Regions from separate parts of the Muntiacus reevesi genome. Here region 1 is linked to region 2. A link is a contact called in public Hi-C data. All regions are on one chromosome and are shown on one strand. The core of a region is the stretch at or near the end of the contact, and the rest is flanking DNA. Distances in the headings are between cores, read along the strand shown. Region 1 holds the start of WFIKKN2 (WAP, follistatin/kazal, immunoglobulin, kunitz and netrin domain containing 2). Region 2 holds the start of SPATA20 (spermatogenesis associated 20).

Evidence for each region. Hi-C and Micro-C count contacts between places; a contact is called where the count stands out from the background.
Region 1: a contact with region 2 is called in a Hi-C map of muscle, with 5 times the contacts expected there. The contact joins the promoter of WFIKKN2 here to the promoter of SPATA20 in region 2. A contact is called at or near these places in 2 of 3 Hi-C or Micro-C datasets (blood and muscle).

What each region holds. Positions count from the first base shown.
Region 1 is chr18:26,421,391-26,426,199 of mMunRee1.1, forward strand. It overlaps WFIKKN2 (WAP, follistatin/kazal, immunoglobulin, kunitz and netrin domain containing 2), which reads left to right and starts at 3,125. Exons shown (of 2, transcript XM_065909489.1): 1 at 3,125-4,147. The coding sequence starts at 3,944.
Region 2 is chr18:26,165,570-26,170,330 of mMunRee1.1, forward strand. SPATA20 (spermatogenesis associated 20) reads left to right here and starts at 3,241. Exons shown (of 18, transcript XM_065910449.1): 1 at 3,241-3,355; 2 at 3,545-3,740; 3 at 4,034-4,151; 4 at 4,300-4,479; 5 at 4,581-4,645. The coding sequence starts at 4,075.

The DNA of each region.
Region 1 (4,809 bases), core at 1,875-4,374, 260 kb after region 2:
AGGCAGGGGGTCCCCAGCTGCATAATGAGCCGCCAGCTTTATTGAACTCCTTGGCTTGGCTCTGACTAATCACCTCCTCTAACCAAGGCTGCCTGGCCTTCTGAGAATCCATTTGAGTACCATTGCTGAGGACTTCCTTCTCCCCAGCACCCCAATTCCTGCGCCTCAAATCTGTCCTCTTCCTCAGATATGTTTAAATAACCAGGATCAGGGCAGGGAGGCCCCCAGGGGGTTGGCCTCTCTCATCCATCTGGGAGAAAGTGTGACTGTCTCAGGTCTGGGAGCCCAAGCAGGATGGACCAGAATGGGCTGCTGCTTTGACTTTGCTGGGGCCACCTCAAGCAGAACCCAGACCTACAGCTCCCACCCCTACCCCCTTTCCTAAATCCTTGTACTTCCCTCTCACCTCTGTTACTGAAGGCCTATGCCCCAGGAAGGAGGGCCTTAGCTGAGGAGGCATCCAAGAAGAAGTATAAGAAATAGGGTCCTGCTCAGGCTTCAAGACCCAGCCCATGTCACGGGCCCAGCAGGCACCCCAGGCTTCTCCCTCCTGCCATGCCTCGGCACTTGTAAGGATCCCCAAGACTGAATACTACTCTTATGCTTTTGCATGTTTGTTTTCTGGCCAAGACTGTGCCCTCCCTGTGGACGAGGACTGCCATCTACCCCTGTGTACCCACAAATTAGCCCAGAGTAGGTGCTTTAGAAAACATCAAGAAGGGAGCGGGAGGAGATGCTTCAAGAGGTAAGAGGTTTGGTCTGTGCATGAGGGACACGGCATCTGAGATGATGCTTGGGGTCCCTATGGATCTCCAGGTGTCCCCACCATGTTTATAGCGGACGTCTCTGGAGGGAAGAGACCTGGCCCATTTAGGAAGCAGTGTCCGTGTGTTGTTGTCAATATTCTAGTGGTTTGGGAATTGTTCTGCTAAGGGTGATCTTGAGGTCAAGGGTCATCCAGAATTCTCTGTCCTGGCTGACTTCCTACTGGCTATACCTAGAGTAGGCTTTGAGCCCGTCCAAGAAGGTATGAAGGGTCCTTGGGCCCTCTGCCTTCCCACAGTGGTGGAGTTCTGTGACAAGGTCAGGATCCAGGCCCTTCCAGACAGATCTACGCCTGATTCCTTGGGGAGGGTGAAAGGCAGAGGACACCCGCAAGTTCAGGTCCCTGCTCAGGCTGACCCACCCCATCTCCATTCCCCAGAGGCCTGAGTAGGTGGGAACAGACAGCTGAGCCCTCAGCTGTCCCGGGGAGTTGGTGAGCATGGGTTCCCCTCCACCCTCCAGAGAAGGGCATGAAGGGAACAGAGTCAGAGGGAGCCAGATCCAGGGACTGTGGGAGAGAAGGCCCAGGAGGAGAGGACTTCAAAGCACTCCCTGAACAGCTTATAAACAAGCTGAGCTGGTGAGGCAGCCAGCAGGGGCCTTTCTGGAGGGGCTGGAAGCATGCACCGGGCTGTGTGAAGAGCAGAGGACTGGGGTCAGAGAGGGGAAGGCCAGAGCCTGGCGACCCCAGCCAGGCCCACCTCACCCCTCTGCGGCTTGGTTTCTTCTCTCATAAAACTGAGCTCACAGCCACACCTGGGTTCCCTCTGGGACTGGCGTGAGGGTCAGCATGACGATGTAGGTGAAAGTGCTGTGTGGGCGCCAAGCCCTGATCAGATGTTATTTATTATTCTGAGCTGTGTTTTGGTGGGAGACTTGGAAGGGCTAAGAGGGAGAGCCAAGCCTACTAGGGCCCCTTCTTCCCCAGCGCTGTTTTGAGAGTTCTCAGAGCAGAATGGCCGGGAGTGGGGCCTGGGCAGGGGGAGGCCCACAGCTCTAAATAGGACCGGGCTGGTCGGGAGACTTCCCCTCTCCTCCCCCACCTCTGGCCTATGTCCCTCCCCACTCACCTCCCTCCTAATGGTCTCAAGTGACTCCCAAGAAATCAGCCTCCTTTTCCTAGATACCTGTCTCATGTAATGGGGCTGTGACAGTTTTTCTAAGTCCTGCTCAGAAATGTGTCACTGTCCATTTCCCTTTGTGATATCAAAGGAGGCAGCACAAACCATGTTCATCAAGGGCTGTGCTGAGGCCCAACTCGGAGCAGCTGGAACACGGGTTTATGAAATTACAGGGAATTCAAAGCAGCCGGCGTCGCCTGCTGTCTGGCTTCATTACTGGGACCAGCCTCAGAGGGAAGTTTATTCCAATAATTTAGGGGATTAGGATCTGACACCCTTCATTAGCTCTTTGACATAAGCAGAAAAGACAGATCTTGCAGAATGACCCACAGACAGGAAGGAATTGGCTCAGGGGAGGAGGCAATACCCTGCCCGAGAGGAAGAAGCAAAATCCTCAGGGTGGAGGGAGGGGCACGCCCTTCTACAGAGCAGCTAGAGGTTGGGATCTGGGCTTGGCACTCAGTTTCCCCATCTGTGAAAAGATTGGGGCCGCACCCCTATCTACTGCCCCTGGGACACAGCAGCTTGGTTACTGCTCCCCAAATCCTTTGCAGTTGGCCTTGAAAAGGTAACCTCTCTCTTCCCCACCCCCTGGCAGCTTCTGGATCTTTTCCTGGCTCCTCCTCCAATACAGTCCTTGATGTTTCACAAACTTCTTGTCCAGCTTGGAGAGACTAGAGCCGGGTTGCCCCTTGACAGCAGTTTGACAGCTTGGTGGGGAGGGGTGATTTCAAAGGCCCTGCAAAGTAGGGTCCATGCATTAATGGTGGGGTCACATAGCTGTGTGACACAGGGCAAGTTGCTTACCCTATCTTTTCCTCAAATCTAAAATGAAGGTACAGTTTGTTGTGAGGATTAAATGAGAAAATGCACACAGTCTGACCCACGTTACAACCCCAGGAAATATCCTACTGCTGCTTACCAGGGGTGACCTTCTCCTTCATAAAGTGGGGAGATGACAGCCAACTGGCTCTTCCTGGGTAAAAGCTTCATGGTCGTTAGTGAGGCAGCTCGGCAGCCCAGCACTGTCCTGAGACACTGTGACCACGTAGGTTCTCTTGGAGCGGGGAGTGTGTCAGTCGAGGAGCAGGAATGTGATACGTCCCGGAGCTGGGGGAGCTGGAGCATAGCTGGTATGTGTCTCTGGAATGATTTGGGGAAAATTCACCGAAGTTGGAACTTGAGACGCAAACTACCCAGGATAGAGAGATAGGGGGCTGTCCGCACATCCCTCCACCCTGGGACCTGGTGCTGGGGTGGGAGTCGGCTTACACAGAACAGGCTGCTCAGGCCCGCCCTGGAATGGCCGTGAACTTGTTGTTTTTCCACGTCATTTGCTCTCAGATGTACTATCGGGCCGGCGATGCTAACCCTGCGGCAGCAGGTCCCTCCTTGTAACAAGTGAGTGTGTGTTCTTCGGAGGTGGCCAACGGGAGGAGGGGGCCCGGCTGAGAGGTGGGGGGAAGGGAAGCAAGCCTCTTCATGTAGTACAGTGAGCTTGCGTGTCCTGGAGCCAGCTCCCCTCAAAGCACATGCCATTTCTGGCCCCTGAAGGGGTTAAAGGCCTCCTGGAGTCAAAAACAAGCAGGTGTCCCACCGTGCCAGATACGCCGCCTAAACTGCTTCCAGCTTTTTTTTTTTCCTGCAACAAGTCTGTGATCAGCCACAGGACAGAGGAGCCGGCAGCCTGCCTGTGACAGGCGTCAGGTTAGCTCGCTCCCACTTGGGTGGCGTGCCCAGGACATAAATCCAGGCTCTGGCCCCGGTGCGGCTCCTCTCCCGGCACACTCCGGAGAAGGAACTCCCTTTATCTGAGGCTCCACAGCCCAGCGGACCCCACAGACTCGGTGGAGGCAGCCTCAGCAGCCGCAACAGCCCAAGGAGGCCCACTGGGGTGGGCAGGGCAGGTGTCTGCCTCCCTGAGGAGCAGAAGGCCCAGGGGGCCCCCAGCCCTGGCGTCCTCTCAGAGGAGGTCTCTGGCCACCGCAGACCTCAGCATGTGGGCCCTGCGGGGCTGCCGTTCCTGGTCCCGCTGGGGGCAGGGGGCAGCCCTGCTGTTGCTGCTGCTTGGGGTGCCCCCTCGAGGCCTGGCCCTGCCGCCCCTCCGATACTCTCACGCCGGCATCTGTCCCAACGACATGAATCCCAACCTCTGGGTGGATGCCCAGAGCACCTGCAAGCGGGAGTGTGAGACGGACCAGGTGAGTGTGAATCCAGAGGCCTGAGCCAGGCCAAGCAGTCTTGGTGGTGAGGCAGAGTGGGAGCTGGGTGGTGAGAACGACTCAAAATGTGAAAGAACCTGGCCCCGGGCCACATGGACATGAACAGGGTGTGATGTCTTAACTTCGAGGCCTGGAAGAAGAGATGAGCGTGATGTCAAAATTTCTCAGGGGCTGGAAATCCTCAGATTCCTGGTCTCAGGTCTGCTGAGGGCTGCTCTGAGCCAGCACTATGCCAGGCACATCAGAGAGACAGGCACAACCCACCCGCAGCCTGTCAACAGGTGAGAAACTCAGGGCACTGCACTGAACTGCACAAGGCTCCAAGGTCAGGGAGGTCAGATCCGCATCCATCTGACCACAAAGCTGATGCTTCATCCAGCCTCTGGGCCACCTCTGGGGGTTAGGCCCTGACCCTGACATCAGTGCGGGCTGATGGGGAGGGTGGGCAGGAGTGGCTCTCTGGGTGTCTGTGAGAGGGAAGTGGGCTAGGTTTCAACCTGGGAGATCCCTTAATCCTCCCAGTGCTCAGGGCAGGCCTGGCTCAACCTGGTTCTAGGACAATTCTCTCCCTGCACCTGCATTCAAGGGTTGTTCCTGTTACTTCTCCCAAGGTGAAGAGCCTGCTAGTACCTCGCACCTGC
Region 2 (4,761 bases), core at 1,991-4,490:
AGTTGGTAATCTGGCTCCTTATCTTGCTCTGGACCATCTTCTGCCTGGAAGACCCTTCCCCCCCTGGAGGTTGGAGCCACTGGGTGTCCTGCCTCCTCCCACATGGGGCTGTGCTCCACCTCATTCTTGCCATGCTCCAGCCTTGGCTCATGCATGGTCTTCTCACCCAAATCTTGCTCAATCTTGTATGACTCCACTATCCAAGACGATGACCTCACCTCACCACCCCTTGACCTCTCAGCTGCTGTCACATCTGGTCACACTTTGGGGCTCGTCATCATCCCAGATTCCTCCACATTAAAGGCAGACTTCCTGTTCTCTGATCTTAACCTCATTCCTTCCAGGAGGCATGTACACCAGGGTCTACCACCAGCTGACACTTCCATCACCTCACTATCCCAGTTTCTCAGAGATCTCTCTCCTCCACATCATCAAATGCTCTCAACTGAATCCTTCCCCATGATATTTGTCATAATTAACCTCATCCATCTTGAGAGTGTCTTTCCATCATTCCCCTCACATCAAGTGCTTATCATCTCTATGTCTTCTTTCCCCACCCTCCTCAGCCCACTCCAATAAGCTTCTACTGTCAGTCTCACTTCCTGGAACACATCTGCTATGTTCACCAATGGCCTCCATGTTGCTGAAGCCACTGGACCTTTTTCTGTCCCAGCCCAGTCGGCTTCTCTGAAGTCTGACTCTCCCTCCCTGCAGCTCTGTCCCTTTGTCTTTGAGACAACACCCTCTCCTGGTTTTCCCATGACACTCTGTGTCTTTCACGGGTCTACTTCTGAGTTTGTCAAGGCCAAGTGTGAGCCCGAGTCACCTGGGTGATCTCTTCTGTGCCCACACCGTCTCTGCACTGAACACCCACTCTGCTTCCTCCCTCCCACCAACCCCTCCTCTGCGTTCCTGAGCCTGTCATCTTCACACATGCATCTCATGTTCATCTCAAACCAACACATCCAAACAGAACCGCTTGAGCCTCTCCGTGTCAGCCTTCTCAGTACCAGCCCCATTCTGCACTTCACTTTTGACACACACCCCCATAGACAATCCTGATGATGTTTCCTTTTCTGCTGACCTCAAATCTACCACCTTCTCTCCATCTCCACCTCTGCCTAGTGCAGACCTCCCAGAGCTCTCTGCTGGGTCCTGCTATGGCCTTTGAACCCTTCTGCTTCCACTCTTGCCTCTTTACAGTCCATTCACCACCAGAAAGCTGGAGGGACCTTTCCAAAATGCAAGGTCACTCCCTCGACTAAAGCCCTTCCACAGCTTCCTTCTGCTCTCATCAGTAACCAAACTCCTGCTCACAGTTCAAAACCTGGCCCCTGCCCTCCTCCTCAACGTCACCACCTCATCTGCACCTCTCTTCCCTGTGCTGTCTGTCCTACAGCTGTGCTTCTGCGGCACCTCCGCCCTGACTCACTGCTGTACCACAGGGCCTTTGCACATCTGTTCCTCCTGCTTCCCCAGCACTTCCCCCAGGTCCTTTCCAGATTGCATCCTCTTGTTCTTCGAAAGCTGCTACACAAATGTGATTTCCTTAGGAAGACCTTCCCCCTCCTCTCTCCCACCAGACAAGTTTCCTTGTGGTACCTAGTCATGGCACGTCTCACAGTGGGTGGTTGTACATTAATTTGTATGGCTGTTGGATTAGTTTTTGCCTCCCTTATCAGACTATGAGTAACACAAGGATGGGATGACCTGGGCTCTCTCTGCCCACTGTTGTACCTAGCATAGTGTCTCATGGGCACTCAATAAATGTTGACTAAGGTAACCTATATGCAGGTCAGGAAGCAAGTTAGAACTGGACGTGGAACAACAGACTGGTTCCAAATAGGAAAAGGAGTGCATCAAGGCTGTATATTGTCACCCTGCTTGTTTAACTTATATGCAGAGTACATCATGAGAAACACTGGGCTGGAAGAAGTACAAGCTGGAATCAAGATTGCGGGGAGAAATATCAAGAACCTCAGATATGCAGATGACACCACCCTTATGGCAGAAAGTGAAGAAGGGCTAAAAAGCCTCTTGATGAAAGTGAAAGAGGAGAGTGAAAAAGTTGGCTTAAAGCTCAACATTCAGAAAACTAAGATCATGGCATCTGGTCCCATCACTTCATGGCAAATAGATGGGGAAACAGTGTCAGACTTTATTTTTTTGGCCCCAAAATCACTGCAGATGGTGATTGCAGCCATGAAATTAAAAGACACTTACTCCTTGGAAGGAAAGTTATGACCAACCTAGATATTAAAAAGCAGAGACATTTCTTTGCTAACAAAGGTCCGTCTGGTCAAGGCTATGGTTTTTCCAGTGGTCATGTATGGATGTGAGAGTTGGACTGTTCAGAAAGCTGAGCACCGAAGAATTGATGCTTTTGAACTGTGGTGTTGGAGAAGACTCTTGAGAGTCCCTTGGACTGCAAGGAGATCCAACCAGTCCATCCTAAAGGAGATCAGTCCTGGGTGTTCATTGGAAGGACTGATGCTGAAGCGGAAACTCCAATACTTTGGCCACCTCACGCGAAGAGCTGACTCATTGGAAAAGACCCTGATGCTGGGAGGGATTGGGGGCAGGAGGAAAAGGGGATGACAGAGGATGAGATGGCTGGATGGCATCACCAACTAGATGGACATGAGTTTGGGTAAACTCTGGGAGTTGGTGATGGACAGGGAGGCCTGGTGTGCTGCGATTCATGGGGTTGCAAAGAGTCGGACACGACTGAGCGACTGAACTGAACTGAAGGGTAGCAAATGAGACTCGTAAAATACCTGATAGCACCTGAAAGTTGGTTCATTATTATTATTCAGAGGCTTCCTGAGGGGGTGGGGTTTGAGCAGGACCTTCAGGTGAGGGGGCAGAGCAAAGGCGAAGCTCCGAGTTCGGATGGCCTGGAAAAGCCACGCCTTTGCCTCTCACCTCATTTCTCATTTGTAAAACGGGCAAGGGTTGGAAAAAATGAACGGAGGCTCTGGCTTTCCACGGCCCTGGCATCCTCACAGCCTCCATATTCTCCGTAAGAGGGTTACCGCCCCACAGGCCCTGAATTAGGTCCACCCAGTTTTTTGCACAGACCTGTGTCCTCCCAAGCCCCCAGTATACGGTCTGCAGTCCCGTGATCGGCCACCGAGCGGCGCTCAGAGACCAGCCTGCTGCCCGCCGTATCGGTGAAGACACTCCCCCGGCCGGTTCGGTGCATGGGCCTGCCCGTCGCCGCTTCCCTCCCGCCCTCCTCCTGTCCGCAGCGTCGGGGCCGACCGCCACCAGCAGCCATGCTGGGCGCGCGGACCTTACGGTGCCGCGGCTTCCTGCTGCTCGGGACCGGGCCAGTCCTCGCCTTGAGCTACAGGTACGGGCGGGCGAGGGGCACGCTTCAGCACCCGGCGCCTGCGGAGCCCCGGGGTCAGTTGTCCTGGCGCTGGTCCCCTGTGCCTGCCCGGTCACCTCCCCACCCCATGCCTGCCTTCCCCCCCAGACTAGGACCAGCTCCTGCGACCGGGCTCAGACAGTAATCCTCTCCTCTCTCCCTCCCCTCCAGCTGCAGGGCTCGCTTGCCGCAGGAACTCTCCAGGAAGCCTTCCTTGAACCCCAATGCTGGGCCAAGGGTTCTTGTCCGACAGCACTCTGGGCTGGCCTGTCACAGCGCTTGATGCTGCAAAGGCTTGTCATTACTTAGGCCTGCCCTTCCCAGGCCGAGCTCCCTGAGATCAGACCCAGTTACTGATTCTCTGAGGGTAATGGGGATCTGGCACAGGACCTGGCCCCCCAGAAGTGCCCACTGGATGAATATTGAGTGAGGGAGTCCCTGATGCCATTTGAATTTCTTCTCCTTGCCCCTCACCTGGCCCAGTCCTACACACAGCAGCCTTCCTGCCCAGATCATATACCCAGGCAGGCATGCCAGAGATACCTCCAGCCCAGTCACCCTGGGTGGGGCCCGGTGAGGGGGAGAGAATGGAGCCTGAAAGACCATTCCACCCATTGTGACTCGCCCTGACCTCACAGTCATCATCGTTCCCACCACCAGGTCGAGAGGTTGGGGGAGACTAACCTGGCAGGGAGCCCCCAATGAGCCACCTTTCTTCACCCCCCCATAAACACAAGGGGGAACACAAAGGCCACGGTCTCCCCCGTGGTTCAGAAAGGTGGGTTGGGCTGGGAGCAGGGGGTTCCGGGAGAGGTACCACGGGGCATGGGGGGTGGGGGGATGGTCAGGTGGGCCTCTGGGCTGGGTGTAGGTGGAAGCAGTGGAAACTCCTGGTCTGATCTGCCTGACCCACCTGCCCACACCAGGGGTAGCTCCTCCCGGGACAAGGACCGAAGTGTAACGGTCAGTAGTTCGGTGCCTATGCCTGCTGGAGGGAAGGGGAGCCGGACTAACTGCCCTCAGTCCACGCCCCAGAAGGTCCCCAACCGCCTGATCAATGAGAAGTCACCGTACCTCCTGCAACATGCCTACAACCCTGTGGACTGGTGAGTCCTCTCCTGATGCCCTCCTGGGGCAGCTAGACCCTCAATCTTCCTACTGCCCCCCTCCCAAGCTAGTGAGTGATGCCCCACTCTACTGGCCTTAGGTACCCCTGGGGACAGGAAGCCTTCGACAAGGCCAAGAAAGAAAACAAGCCAATTTTTCTTTCAGGTACTGCATCCACCATTCCTGGGATGGGCGCAGGGGAGTGGTGGTAGATAGGGGATGGGTCCTTTGGGCCTGGGGCCTTCCAGGAAACTAGATGCTAGGGCATTGTAGGCCCAGTT